Linked DNA regions of Callithrix jacchus: region 2 is linked to region 1. The links are chromatin contacts, called in public Hi-C maps. All regions are on one chromosome and are shown on one strand. Each heading gives the region's core, a stretch centred on a gene start, on an enhancer-like site or on the middle of the called end of the contact. The rest is flanking DNA. Distances are from core to core; before and after follow the strand shown. Region 1 overlaps ATG7 (autophagy related 7). Region 2 holds the start of TAMM41 (TAM41 mitochondrial translocator assembly and maintenance homolog).

Evidence for each region. A called contact is a pair of places that touch in the nucleus more often than the background predicts.
Region 2: a contact with region 1 is called in a Hi-C map of induced pluripotent stem cells, with 2.3 times the contacts expected there. The contact joins the promoter of TAMM41 here to the enhancer-like site in region 1. A contact is called at or near these places in 2 of 3 Hi-C or Micro-C datasets (induced pluripotent stem cells and skeletal muscle).

The regions. Positions count from the first base shown.
Region 1 is chr15:68,605,874-68,613,550 of calJac240_pri, reverse strand. ATG7 (autophagy related 7) reads right to left here. Exons shown (of 17, transcript XM_078351659.1): 15 at 3,262-3,342. Among named protein-coding and RNA genes, the nearest start is that of ATG7, 110 kb to the right of the region's middle. Within about 2 kb of position 2,925, at least 4 of the 16 cell types and tissues checked have an H3K27ac peak or open chromatin away from gene starts, as enhancers often do. A contact at or near this core is called in skeletal muscle, where this site is marked.
Region 2 is chr15:69,044,307-69,051,983 of calJac240_pri, reverse strand. It overlaps TAMM41 (TAM41 mitochondrial translocator assembly and maintenance homolog), which reads left to right and starts at 4,190. Exons shown (of 9, transcript XR_013527510.1): 1 at 4,190-4,548; 2 at 7,170-7,352.

The sequences.
Region 1 (7,677 bases), core at 1,676-4,175:
AAAAATAACTGGCAAAATATCAAAACATCGAAGTTAAGAAAGACAAAGAAAGATGAAGTAACTTTTCCAGATTGAAGGAAGCCAGAGAGACATGACAACTAAATGCAATGTTTGATCCTCAGTTGGACCCTGGTCTGGGAGGAAACACCTACAATGAACATTAACGGGCACAAATAACACTGAATATGCAGCCTGGTGATTAGAAAACAGTATTATGCAAACATTAAACTGCCTGAATTTGATAAGGGTATTTTGTTTAGGTAAGAGAATGTCTTTGTTCCTTGGGGTTTACATTGAAGCATTCAAGAGTTGTAAAGGATCACAATGTCTCCAACGTACTCTCAAAATTTCAAGAAAAAATCAGGGAGGGGAAGGGGAGAAGGAGGGATTGGAGGAGGAGAACACATACACATAGAGCAAAACATTAACAATGGGTGAATGTGGTTAAAGTGTATACAGGAGATCCACTTAAAATTATATCAAGTCATCCAAAAATACTCTACTGCCAAAAAATAATTATGTGAAAGGCTAACAATAACAAAGTAACAATGAACTATGAGAAATTCTTTCAGGAATATTGATATTAAAATTCAGGAATATTGATTTTAAAATTACACTTTTCCTCTGGTAGTAATGCCATAATACTCTAGTTAGCTTGGAAGTCCTTGAAGTAAAAAGCAACTCATATAAACTTCAAACAAGGTCTTTTGAAATTTCACTGATAAATACCACCTGTTTAGAAAGTTCTACAAGACAATCAGTAGAAATTGGAATGAAATTGACTCCTCACCACCCACCTCTCCCCCTAATTCTTCAATATTTTTCCTCTAAGATGGAACAATTGACCCCGTCATGTGCCAACCTAAGATCATGTAGGGTAAGAAATGATTTGTGAGTAAATGTTCCGACTTTCCTGCCTTAGAAGCAAAGCACTGTATTCTTCCCCACCTCAGGCTACATCAAAAGCGCTCTCTCTATGTATATATGTGTGTGTGCGGACACATATATACACAGAGAACGAGATGTAAGAGCAATATATATATATATATATTGCTTTGTTTTGTTTTTAATGAGTAAGGTTATGAACAAGCGCTTTATGACTCAGCAGAACTTATTACTTCCCCAATCTGTCTCTGGAGAGTGGGGCGCGGGGCGGCGGGGGGGCGGGGGGGGGGGAGGAAAACATACTGAAAACTACCAAAGGAAAAATTTACTTCATGAATGCCAAAGGAGAAATTTTAAAAAGTAATTTTTAGCCCCAAAGAATCTTTTAAAACAATAATTATGACATGACTCAGTATAAAACGTATTATGCTAAGTATCTATGAAGAAAAAATTCACATACACAAAGATGAAAATGTACTGGATTTGTCATTTCAAACTTATTAACATTGGATTTGCAGATAATAGAGAACGACAATCTCCTAAGCGAATAAAGAAGGTAGACAAGTAAGTAAATGCTGCATTTCTACTGTAAGGAAATACATGCACCAATGAAGCAACCTTTCCAGCACAGAAGAAATTTAATACCCAGACCACATGAAAAGTGATCGCTATGGGAATAGCACAGCTGTTAAAATCCAAGTCAGTTTGTATTAAATCGTCCAGCATGTTTATGTAAATCAGGACCCTCAGAATGACCACCAGGAGGAAATAATTTTCCTAACAAAAAAGTGATACCTATATTTAATTTAAAGCTTATGATAAGTGTGAAAGAAAAATGCCAAGCTATTCTTTTAAAGTATATAAGAAACACCCAGTTAGTTGGTATGCTTGTGATTCTTTTATAAACAGTATCTCAAAGGCTAATTTAATTAGAAATACAACAAGAAAGAATGAGTGTTTGCACTTCACTTAGAGAACCCAATTATCTTTATTTCATTGACTAGCAGATCAATATAAAGCCATAGAAAACCTGGCACCTGTCCCAAATGATTTCAGTATGAAAATTAATACTGCCAAGTTATTTTGAGACCAGTTAGCTCAACCATTCAAAGGGGGAAAAGAACTGCTCCACTAAAGATGTGGTATAATCCTTAAACCTGCATTTCTGAAGATGGAGGTGCACACAGACATCCTTGAGGCCCTGGCTTCAGCACATACACCTTAAAGGAAAACTACAGAAAGAATGAGTTCATGGGTAACTAAAGACAAAGGGTAAGCTTGAAATCTCAACATAGGCACTTGGGATGCATAATGATAAAATGGGCATAGTTTACTTTGGAGGCAAAAAGAAAATAATTAGTTTAAATTTCTGAGCATCTAAATGTAACCAAATTTATCAACATTGCTTGTCAATTTTACATTCACTTTTCAAAGAAACTGGTCAGGATCATGCTTCCCATAAAATATAACCCAAGTACAGTTTTCAAAGAAAGCTTGTCAACTCAGAATAGAGAAAAACGTCCCTAGAATTCTATTTCTTCCACAGTAGCAGACAGATGAAGGCTACACAGAAAAACAGTCCCAAATTATATCTGAGAAGCCAGAGTTGGGGATTGGTGACTACCAACATTATTTTGTATAGCACTTCAACATGAAAATCTTTACTTATCAGCAATCACGAGCCTTAAGAGCCCAGGTCAAGTCACTGGGCATTAGAAGGCTGAAAGGGACACCTGAAAGGAAATCAGCTATCACATACAGTGTACATGTAAAATTCACTCAGACAGCATCTGAAAACCTATTAAAACATAGGATGCCATCACTATAGTTTTGAGATATATCAGCCGTTTCCCATTACGATGGCTAACATACCAGGTCTATTTTTAGAGCTTCTGGAAAGATCAAAGCTAAAGGGGCCCCTTTAGTGGCTTCCCATCCAGGCCCCTAATCTCTGTTTTCTTTTTCTTTGTAATTATGTGGATCTGTGGAAGACTCAGCCAAGGCTGCCTCACCCTGAGAGTACGCTTTAAAAAAATTGCTCTGTGAGGATCCCCGCTAGGAGCGAACCCTCTGGGGAGCAACAAAGAACAGTAAAGTTCAAATTCAAGACAAAATTAGCATGACACAAAGTACTGATACAGAGTTAAAATATTCAACTCGGTCTCCCTACACTATACATTTTCTCAGGCTGGTTTTAAACCACTGTGAGAATAAATACAGATCCATGAAAACAAAGTCCTTTCTGAGTGTTTAGACCCCACCCTTCCCCCACAAAAAGCCCTTAGTTGGTTTCAATGGCTGTAGCTGGTGAGGCTGTGGTCAAATGCTGATTTGCTCACTTTTAAAAACAAGTCCCTCCAATGCAAAATGACTTACTTTGGAAGAACAAGCTGTACATTTGTCAAATGCCAGGCTGACGGGAAGGACATTATCAAACCGTGAAAGAAATCCCCGGATCTAAAAACAAAACAAAACAAAACAATTCACATCAAACACACAATGACCCATCTATAAAATGCATGTCTGGTTTCCGACAAGAAGAAGGAAATGATTAATATGGCAGTCCAGATTGAGATTATGAGCAAAAATAAGTTCGAAATGAGTATTTTCCCTTGTAATGTAATCTGTTTGCAGAAGAGTTATATTAGGTCCTTTATTCCATTAGGAGCCAGGGCTTACAAGCTTTTCAAATATTTCTGGCCTAAAAACAAACTGACTCTAAAATATAAAAAGCAAGCTGTAATATCTAAAGTATTGTTTTAACAAATGTCTTCCAAAATGTAACAGGTCCACTGGTATACTCAACTCTTAGCTCCCATATGTGTTCTAGTGAATATGGGATAAATACACATTTCTACGAAATGATTTTGGGTGGGGTCTCACAAGGGAAGATGACGTGAGGACTGTGGAAGGCAGAAATGGCCCTAAATATATATATATATACAGTTATTTGCTTGATTTGGAATAGAGATAAAATGTAAAACCTCATCAGATTTATGGGAAAACAGCACCACCTTGAGCATGAATTTCTGGACTACAACTTGAGTTACATTTCCAGAGTATCAGCTATAATCAGGTTTCACAAACTATGACTGCAGTCATCTATTCAGAACATCATGGTTCTACAGACTATACTTACACCAAAGAGAAGTTTTAAGCTGTTCTCTATCATAAAAATATGAATGACAAAATGTCTAAATTCTCCATAGGATTTAACATTTATAATAAACCAGACAACACAAATCTTCTCATGAGTTAATTTATTTGACCTTTCCAACTCCCCATTTTATGTTGAAAAACCTCAGTCTCAGAGTGGGGGCTTGGCTCAGGTAAACAGTAAGTAATGGAGCTAAGATTCAAAAATGGACCTCGTGATGCAAACTTGGCCCATGCCTAAGCTTCTCTCTCTGCTTCCCTTCCTTTCATAATGTCACAGCATTTGTCTTCAACACTACCTTTCCTCACAACTTTAACAGCCTTACTTGAATAAACAGAAGACCCAACCTACCCACCCTTTAGCTATCCTATTAACACCATACCCACTCCCTCAAACCCCGCAAGCTGGAAGGAAATGCCTAGAGCAATTTTTTTTTTTGAGACAGAGTCTCACTCTATTGCCCGGGCTTGGGTGCAGTGCCATGGTCTAGGCTCACTGTAACCTCCGCCTCCCAGCTTCAAGCGATTCTCCTGCCTCTTCTCTATTTTTAGTAGAGACAGGGTTTTGCCATATTGTCCAGGCTGGTCTTGAACTCCTGACCTCAGGTGATCCGCCCGCCTCGGCCTCCCAAAGTGTTGGGAGTACAGACGTGAGCCACCGCGCATGGCCTAATATTACACATTTATTCTTATTTCCTATAAATGATATCACCCATGACTGGCTTCACTCAGCATAATATTTTCATCCATATTGTATCATATGTGAGTATTTCATTCCTCTTTACTGCCAAATAATATTCAATTGTGTGGCTATACCACATGTATTTAGCCATTCATCAGCAAATGGGCATTTATCTTGGGAACATACCTAGGAGAATTATTGGGTCATATGATTAACTGTTTAACATTTTGAGGAACTGCCAACTTGTTTTCCAAAGTGATCACACCATTACTAAAATATTAGCTGGGTGCAATGGCTCATGCCTGTAATCCCACCACTTTGGGAGGCTGAGATGGGTGGATCATGAGATCAGAAGTTCGAGACTAGCTTGGCAAACATGGTGAAACCCTGCCTCCAGTAAAAATACAAAAATTAGCCAGGTGTGGTGGCACGTGCCTGTAATCCCAGCTACTCAGGAGACTGAGGAAGGAGAATTGCCTGAACCCAGGAGGTGGAGGTTGCAGGAGCTGAGATTATGCCACTGCACTCCAGCCTCGCGGAAGATGGGAAGGGGTGGGGGGTGGAAGCTTACTAGCAAAGTGTGAGGGCTCCAATTTCTTCACTTCCTTGTCATTACTTGTTATTGTCTCTTATAGATTATAGCCATCCTAGTGTGAAATGGTATCTGTCTATGGTTTTGACTTGCATTTCTCTAATGACTGGATATGTCAACCATCTTTCCATGTGCCTCTTGACCATTTGTGTATCTCTTTTGGAGAAATGATTCTGGATAAAGGTTTCCTATCAAACGTATCATCTGCAAATATATTCCCCCATTCTGTGGGGTTTTTTGGTTTTTGTTTTTGATACAGGGTCTTACTCTGTTCTCCAGGTTGGAGTGCAGTGGTGTGATCTCAGCTCACTCTAGCCTTGAACTTCCAGGCTCAAGTGATACTCCCACCTCAGCCTCTCCAGTATTTGGGACTACAGGCATGCGTCACCACACTCAGCTACTTCTTTCAATTTTCTTTTCTTTTTTTTAAAAAGAGATGAGGTCTCGTTATGTTGCCCATTCTGGTCTTGCACTACTGGGCTCAAGTGATCCTCGCACCCTGGCCTCCCAAAGCATTAGGATTTCAGTCATGAGCCACTATGCCCAGCCTTTTTGCTATCTTGAAGCACAACAGTTTATTTTAGTGAAGTCCTAGTTACCATTTTTTTCTTTCATTGCTTGGTCTTTTGGCATCTTGTGTAAGAAACCATTGTCTAACCCAAGGTCATAGAAATGTATGCTGTTTTCTTCTAGGAATTTTTAGTTTTAGCTCTTACATGTAGGTCTATGATCTATTTTGAATTAGTTTTTGAATATGATGTGAGATAAGGGTCTAAATTCATTCCTTTGCATGTGCAATCCTGTTGTCTCCATACTATTTGTTGAAAACAGTATTGTTTCCCAATTGAACTGTATTGGTTTGCCATAAATGTTAAGGGTTTATTTTTGGACTCTCAATTCTTTCCATTTATCTATGTATCTATCCCTATTCGAGCACTTAACTGTCTTGATTACGGTAAGTTGGAAACTGGAAAGTATGAGTCCTCCTACTTTGTTCTTCATTTCCAGGATTGTTTTGGCTATTCTGAGTCCCTTGCATTTCCACATGAATTTTAGGATCAGTTTGAATACTACAATTACTTTAAAAAATGTTTTTATTTTTCTTGCTTTTAGAGGACAAGACACAGGATGAACTACTAGTATTTACTCATAGCACAGTGATTTCTTCATAAGACAATAAATTATGAAATGAATAAACAAGCAAACATAAACAACCCAAAGCCTACAAAATTATTCAAATCTGGACTATATAGAGAAAACAGGTCCCACACAAACCACAAGAAAAACTCTAACTTGCCACCATTCATATTTCCAGGCAATTTGAAGCTCTTCCCCATCATCAGTGCTTTAAATCCCCAGTATTACAAATGAACTGAGTTCCACAATATGCTCTGCATTGCATTCCCTCAACCTTATAAAAACTGCATGAAAGCTAAAGAACAGAGGTCAATACTTAAAATTACCATCATACTTACATATGCCTAGAAATCCCAGAGCAATCTAAAATCCAAGTACCTTATGCAAAAGTCCTAATAAATATATACATATGTATTGAGAGAGGCCAGGCCCCAACTCCCGATCAAAAAAGTTAAAGATTTATCTTGGGTGGAGAAAAGTTCACTATGACCTTCCCACTTCGATGTATGCAAAGTCTATAAAGCAAAAGCCTTCGCTCATTGCTTTTCTAAACTTGCCTCATCAGAAGAAGCCCCTGGAACATGATTCAAAAGGTCTGGGGAAAGGCCTGAGAATTTGCAAGTTTAATAAGACCCCCAGGTGGTTCCCATCAGGCAAGTGGGGAAACAGGATGCTTTGTTACTTAGTTACACCTTCCTGTGGTTTGCTCTGGACCACTCAGCATCACCTGTTAGCTGTCAGAAAATGGATGGAAGCACTTAGCAAGCCTCCAATTCTTCGTGCATTTTCTAAAAATAGCACCACCACATCACCTAATCTTGCCCAGGTTAAATTAACATTTAAATTAAATTAAAAGGCTTTATAAAGTGATATCAAAGGTATTTTTCCATCGACACAGGGAACTAAGGCCTCTTGCTCAAAGTAAATTCTCTACCTTTTGGAGTTAGTAATAACTTAGAGTAAGTCTCACACAGCTTACTCTCAACTTTTGTTCTACTCATATTTATTGTCAGTTTCTTCTATAGTCAGGTAAGCATTAAACAGCTTTTTTTTTTTTTAAAAGTAAACTTTTCCTGTAATAAAAACAGTAAGCACATACAGAAAACAAATGAGCAAACAAAACAATCCATACTCCCATGACGTAATTATTTCCATTTTTCTTTTTTAAAAAATTATCTAAATATTTAACTTTCTTTTAAACAGCCTCCCCTGAATATTGTTTTCT
Region 2 (7,677 bases), core at 2,941-5,440, 440 kb before region 1:
CCTCCATCAGCAGATCAGTTGAACATGTGGCTAATTGTAAGAACCACTGAGCCTGGATTTTCCCCCTCGAACATTTTTCTCTCCTGTACTGAAACGCTGATTAGGAAAAAAAAAAGCGTTAAAGCTACAGACTTTTTTTTAAATGAGGCTTTTTTAAAAAATGGATTAGATGAACCTTCTCCTAATGACAGTTTTCCTGACAAGGTCATTATTAAGGAATACAAAGACAACTGCTAGATAAATGAGAAGAATGAGGCCCAATACTCACTCAAGTCACAGGGCATTTATCTATATTTGTAAGTGGCTCTCTAACATATTTCATTGGTATAAGCTTTCCAACAGAACCCTAAAGCGATTATATAGAACACTGGGGCTTCCTAATAGCCTCTAATTTTGCAAGCCATGGTAATTTAAAAGAGAGTGGATGAAGGGCTAGGAGCAGGGAGATTTCAGCTGAAGAATACAAATGCGTTCCTGGCTACACTGCTTCTGCCTCTTTCTGGGGAAAGGCAAAATGCACACAGGAATGTGATGGAAACTTCCAGCTGGTGGTTTTGCATTGCAGGAAGAAAAGTGTTTGTGAAAATGAAAACTGCTGATAATTGGGTGTGAACGCCTGGGAGACAAACAGAGAAACATTGCAGAATCTTTATTTCTATCAAGGGCTGAACCCTGCTGGTGGGTGTGTGAATTGGCACTGTCATTTGGAGGGGAATTTATCTGTGTGCTGACACTTTGACCCAGCAATTCACCTTCTAGGAATCTATCTTACAGCAATACTTGCATATGCACAAAAAATGTAAAAGGATGCTTATGATAGCATAGTTTGCAGGTGTGAAAACTAGAAATACCCTACATCCGTCAACAATGAAATGTTTGAACAGACCGGGAGCAGTGGCTCATGCCTGTAATCCCAACACTTTGGGAGGCCAAGGCAAGCAATCAGTCAAGAGTTCCAGACCAGCCTGGCCAACACAGTGAAACCCCATCTCTGCTAAAAATACAAAAATTAGCTGGATGTGGTGGCAGACACCTGTAATCCCAGCTACTCAGGAGGCTGCGGCAGGAGAATTGCTTGAACTCAGATGGTAGAAGTTGCAGTGAGATGACATTGTGACACTGCACTCCAGCATGGGTGACAGAGTGAAATTTAGTCTCAAAAAAAAAAAAGAAAGGAAGAAAGAGAAAATGTTTAAATAAGTTATGGCATATCCATATTTTAGAATAATTTGCTACTAATAAATGGAATGAGGGAAATCTATATACTCTGACACAGAACACAGAACATTCATTGTCTCTGATATGCTAAGTGCAAAAGGAGCAAATTGCAAAATAGTATCTATCCTAGGAGTCCACTTAAAATTGTTTTTAATGTTAATATATTCATAGAAAAATATCTGAAGGAATAAGTGCCAAACATTACCAGTGGCTATTTCTGGGGGATGATGGATGTATTTCATAATGTTTACATTTTTATGAATATGGATTACTTTCGCAAACAGGAAAGAATTCAACGAAGTTGAATTATTTCTCCAAGGAAGGAAGGAAATCAAAAAGGATCCGGCTGGTAATGGGATTTATTCACCGTCTTTGGGTGAGAGGCTTCAGTGTAATTCCACGGTGAGTGGAGTCTGATTCTGGCACCCTGGGCAAGGGTGATCTGTAGTGAAAATGAGCAGAAATGACCCTGTCCACACCAGGGGATGCAGACACACAGCCTCTCTTCGCTCCCTTGCCCTGGTCTCCTGCTTAATGTTGTGGCTACTGCTGCTGCTCCTGAACCTTGGCTGATGCCTGAGAGCCAGTTTTCTTCCCATTTCCTTCTCTCACCCTGCAAGCTGCTATAGAGGGCACTTAAACATGGTGGTAAAGACTTTGGCCTTTAGAGGTAGGTAGCTCTGGGTTCAAACCTCGACTTCACCACTTTCCTGTGTGACGTTGGAACATTTACTGCTCTTTTTACGACCTCTGTTTCCTCATATGAAAAACATCATAATCTTAGAGAACCTGCCTCATAGGGTTTTTGGAGTGATTAAAAGAAATAAGTATAAAAAACCTGGGCACAGTGGCTCACACCTGTAATCCCAGCACTTTGGGAGGCTGAGATAGGCAAATCACAAATCACTTGGGGTCAGGAGTTTGAGACCAGCCTGGCCAACATAGTGAAACTCCATCTCTACTAAAAATACAACAATTAGTCAGGCATGCTTGCTTGAACCTAGAGATGAAGGTCACAGTGAGCTGAGATCATGGCACTGCACTCCAGCCTGGCCAACAAAGCAAGACTCTGTCTCAAAAAAAAAGTATAAAAAGTGCCTGGGAATAGTAAGTGCTTAATAAATGACACTTATTATTATTGTGGTTGTTGTTGTTGTCACTGAGTCCTATCAATTCTTTCTTGGTAGAATCTTTCCCATCTATCTTCCACCTGATAAACTCTATTCAGCTTCCCGGCCTGGCTCAAAATGCCATCACTGTGAAATCTCCTCTGGTCCATTTCCCGAACACCCAGCACTGACTGACGTTCCCATTGGAGGGACAGGACACTCCTGCACTGTGCTGGGTACCCGGCTGTACTACCCAAATTCTATTCTGATTTGCAGGTCTGTCTCCTCTCCTCTAGAGACCCCGAGCTCCTGCAAGGCAGCAGGCAGTTCAGATCTCTTCATCTTAGTGCAGACCCAGAGTGTGAGTGCAAGTACTCATTTTTTCCGATTGAATTAATCCCATCTCTGCTTCTAAGACCTTGGCCTGGTCGTTTCCAGTTCAAGAGGGAACTATGATAAAAACTGTCTAATTGGTCTCCCCAGTTCAGGATAACATGTGAATCATGTAAGTCCCTGCTCAAAACCTCTCAAGGACAGGGCAGAATTTTCCAAAAAATCCCAGAAGTGGAGCCAGAGCTGGGTTTAGATCTAGTTTTGCCGCAGACTGATATGATCTTAAGCACCTGGCTTTACCGATCTAAGCCTTAGCCTGGCTATCTGTGAAACCAAGGCCCTGTCACAGAGCGCTAGAGGGGACTCAATGAGAAGTGCATGTGAAAATGCGTCAACATTACCTAAATGTTAGCTATTATTTTTGAGAGGTAGTGTACGTTGGGAAGGAAGGAGAGAGTAGCTGAAAGTTTGTCCTGGATGTCAAACCACCATTGAATTACCGGTAATCTCCAGCAAGTTTCTCTAGATACAGACAAAAAAAGAGAGCTCTAAGATTTTTTCCACTCCTAGGGTCCTGTTTCCTCCAGAAACTGCATGAAGCACCCTTTGTGAGACCAATCCCCAAGGCCAGGGGGTGAAAACTCTTATCCACCCTTGAAATTAAATGCAACTATCAGAGAACGTCTGTGTAGTCCTTTACCACACACTCCCATATCCACGCTTGGATTTGAAAAGGGCTTTAACATGAAGAAGTCCGGGTCAGATCTTGACGGTGCTATCTCCACATGGTGGGATTGTGCATCATTTTAATTTTGTGTTTTTCTAATTATTCAAAATCTGCAAATTTGGAACTAGAGAGATGATGGTCGCACAATATTGTGAAGGTCCTAAATGCTACTATACCGCCCATTTCAGAACGTTAGTTCTATATTATGTGAGTGTCGCCTCATTTAAAAACCTTTAATAGGCTCAAGATTTTTTTTTTTTTTTTTTTTTTTTTTTTTTGAGAAGGAGTTTCGCTCTTGTTACCCAGGCTGGAGTGCAATGGCGCGATCTTGGCTCACTGCAACCTCCGCCTCCTGGGTTCAGGCAATTCTCCTGCCTCAGCCTCCTGAGTAGCTGGGATTACAGGCACGCGCCACCATGCCCAGCTAATTTTTTGTATTTTTAGTAGAGACGGGGTTTCACCTCGTTGACCAGGATGGTCTCGATCTCTTGACCTCGTGATCCACCCGCCTCGGCCTCCCAAAGTTCTGGGAACGCTCTTGGTTTTATAGTCATTCCTTAAACTGTGATTTGAAGAGAGTACAGAGATCAAGGCTCAGGGGCCGCGGGGTCGGGTGACGCTCGGCTCCGCGCATTTGTCCAAGTCGCAACGAAGGCCGCCAACCTGCAGTACACTCCTCCGACCACGAGGGGTCAATGCAAAGATCTCGCGTTCCCTACACTAAGGCAAACACCGCCTCTTACGTCTTGGAAGCGCGTGTGCGTGGGGCGTAGCTAAGGACGGAAGCTCGGCCGGCACGATCGCCACCCACCCGAGCCTAACCGGGCTGCGCCTTTTGGGCGCTGCTCCTCGTGGCCCAGCGCCCCAGTCCTTGCCTGCCCTTGCAGTCCCACCCCACGCTCAGCCTTGTGTTCCTCGAGCCGGTCTCCGACTTCCATTTCCCACCCTAAACCGCCTGCCTGGGTCTGTTCCCGCTCGGTTGTCCTCGCCCTGCTCTGCCGAGGGTCCCCTATCAGCCTCGACCCCATGGCGCTGCAGGCGCTGCAGAGCTCTGGGGTGACCTTTCGCAGGATCCTGTCTCACTTCCCCGAGGAGCTGAGTCTAGCTTTCGCCTACGGCTCTGGGGTGTACCGCCAGGCAGGGCCCAATTCAGACCAGAAGGTGAGCCCAATCCCGCAGCCCGGCCCCTCCCCGGACAGCCCCCGTCAGCCCGTCAGCCCCACAACGGGGAACTGCCTGTTCTCAAAAGTCCCATTTTGCCCTCGATTCGTTCAGAGCTGGAGAGCTGCCTGTCCGCTCTGCACACTCCACGTGTCAACTAGCAGAGTGAACCATAGGCTTGCGTTCTTAATAACGACAGCGCGAGTTGAAGCGACAGTGTTGAGGGATGCTTAGGAATCCACGTGAGTCTAGAGCAAGAGAAACAGGCAGGGGGGAAAGCCGCTGTAGGGGCAAGTGGAAGAAAAGAAAAAATCGTTATCACGTTCTAGTTCAGTGTTTTCAGTCGGTTGGACATCGGAATTTTCTGGGGAGCTTTTCAGAAAATCCTAATGCTCGGGTTCCGCCAATGGAGATTCTGATTTAATTGGTTTGGAATGAGGCCTGGGCTTCAGGAATTTAAGAAACGTCCCAAGTGATTCTGATGGGCAGCCAAGTTTGTTGAGAGTCACCTCTATATCTATGGGAGAAAATATAAAATGATTTGACTTCAGGAAGTTGCGGACTGGTTGTAGGGCCAGGGCAAGTACAGTGAAAGTAACAGCAAAAGTTAGTGCGTGACCAGTATATTTACCCTCGCTCAGAACATTTAACAAGGGTCTGTTTGAGACTAGGCATTGTTACTCTTCACAGTTAGGTCAGTGCAGCCTCAGTAAGGGTGCAGTTTTCCTTGTTATTTGCAGAATTCAGTGTGCAGGTTTTAATTGGGCCCCCTGCATCTGCATACCTGGCTGTAGTCTGTCTTGTGATTAACATTCTGCCTGTTCACTTTCTGGTGAGGCCATCTATGCTGTTGCTTGGATTTCCTCCGTTTCCCACTTACACTACTATTTAATATTTTTCTTTAAGTTGGCAGCATATGAGAAATTATAGGTTATTATAGGCTACTTTTTTTTCGAATATACCTTAACATAATTACACATTTTTTAAAAAACATGTTTATCCTATACTCTCCTTGCCACCAAATCTTAAGTGTCCCCAGTGGTCTGTGAGTCACCTGGTGGGAAACACAGAGCAGGTCTTAGCCTCCTGATGTCTACCTCTTCATTCTTCCATGGAAGTTTTCCTTTGAGTAGACCTGGAATTCCCTGCAAGAGAAGGTCCTTCCTTCCCTTTCCCTCACTTTTGATTCCCTGCATTCAAGTAAACAGTCTTGTAGATTCCAACACCTAAACCTCTCTCACATCAATCCCCACCCTTAGTGCCTTAGCTAATATAACTTCATTTCTCACCTGGAATCTTGCCATGGCTTCAGATCTAGTTTTCCTCACCCCCTTAGTCTCTTCTTTCTCCAGTCAGCTCTTCTGCAGGAAAATTTTTTAGCATGGCAAACAGCCTCCCTTTCTGATCTCATCTCCCATGGCATAAATGTGATCTATTTCAGTCTTATCAAACTGCAGCTTCCAGAACATGCTGGCTCCCATATCCACAGAGCGCTTTCCTCCAACACGACTCCCTACCCTTCTTTCCCTGTGCCTCCCCCAGTGCTTCCAGCAAGCCTATTTAGCCCACATGTCCTTCAAGACAGATATGTTGTCTCTAGGAGAATGTCTCCCTCCTGTGCTCCTGATTTGATCCCCATTCTGAGTGCAGTTAGTACATTTTACATTCCTCTATCAAGTCAATTTAGTGATAATTTGTTTATTCTCTCCAGTAGACTCCAAGCTCTTTCCTTTTACCTAGGGCCTGTCAGAGCTCATTATAAGTATCCAATGAGTGATTGGTGAATCGGTAAGAGATAAAATGACCTCCTTCCTTTTGTATAATATTTCAGAGTTTATCCAAATGGTGTTAATTTGATCTGGAAAAAAAGGGGAGTGCATTTAGCTATATTTGTGAACGGCAGTATAGTGCAGTGGTTCAGCACACACAATTTAGAGCCAGACTACTCAGGTCTGCCACTCACAAGCTGTGTGTCCTTGGGGAAAGAGCATCCCATGTACCTTGGTTTCCTATTAAATTGAAATAGTAAGGCCAGACGCGGTGGCTCATGCTGGTAATCCCAGCACTTTTGGAGGCTGAGATGGGCAGGTCATGAGGTTAGGAGGTCAAGACCAGCCTGACCAATATGGTGACACCCTGTCTCTACTAAAAATACAAAAATTAGCCAGGCATGGTGGCGTGCACCTGTAATCCCAGCTACTCAGGAGGCTGAGGCAGAAGAATCACTTTAATCCAGGAGGTAGAAGTAGCAGTAAACTCAGATTGTGCCATTGCATTCCAGCATGGGCGACAGAACAGAACTCTGTCTCAAAAAAATGGAGATAATAGCAGTAGCTACCTTGTAGGGTTTTGTTGAGGATAAAATGAGTTCCTACATATATTATCCATAAAGTGTTTAAAGAATGCTGGCCCAGCAATGCATGTTAAAGAAGTGTTTATTATTATTGCATTGATGAAAACAAAGCTCAGGTTGGTTCCAGAGACTCGCTTACTTTTCTGATGACAGCACCAGGCCCTTGGACTATTGATCATAATTGCATAGTATGTTAGAGCTTTCCATGCTGTCTGGCTGTCTTTCTAGGAATTAATACTGAAATTGTTCTCTTTTGTTCACTCCACAGAATGCTATGCTGGACTTTGTGTTCACAGTAGATGACCCTTTTGCATGGCATTCAAAGAACCTGAAGAAAAATTGGAACCACTATTCTTTCCTAAAAGTTTTAGGACCCAAGATGATCACATCCATCCAGAATAACTATGGCGCTGGAGTGTACTACAATTCATTGATCACGTGTGATGGTAGGGTAAGTGACTGCTGGCCTTTGTCTTAACTTAGCTGGTTATTAACCTGGAGTATTAGAATACCAGCTAAATATGTATGCTATTATAGTCAGGAAACATTCACACTCCTGCTGGACATTGTTATAGCCAGGAAATATGTATGTTCTTATGGTATGTATGTTCTTATAGTCAGGAAACATTCACATTCCTGCTAGATGTTTTGAATTTAGGGACAGAGCAGTGACTGGAGTCCTTCCTCATCTCCCATTAACTGTGATTACAGTGTGAGGAGGTGGTTGGGTGTGATGGACTTTATTTTTTTGAGACGGGGCTTCATTCTTCTCACCC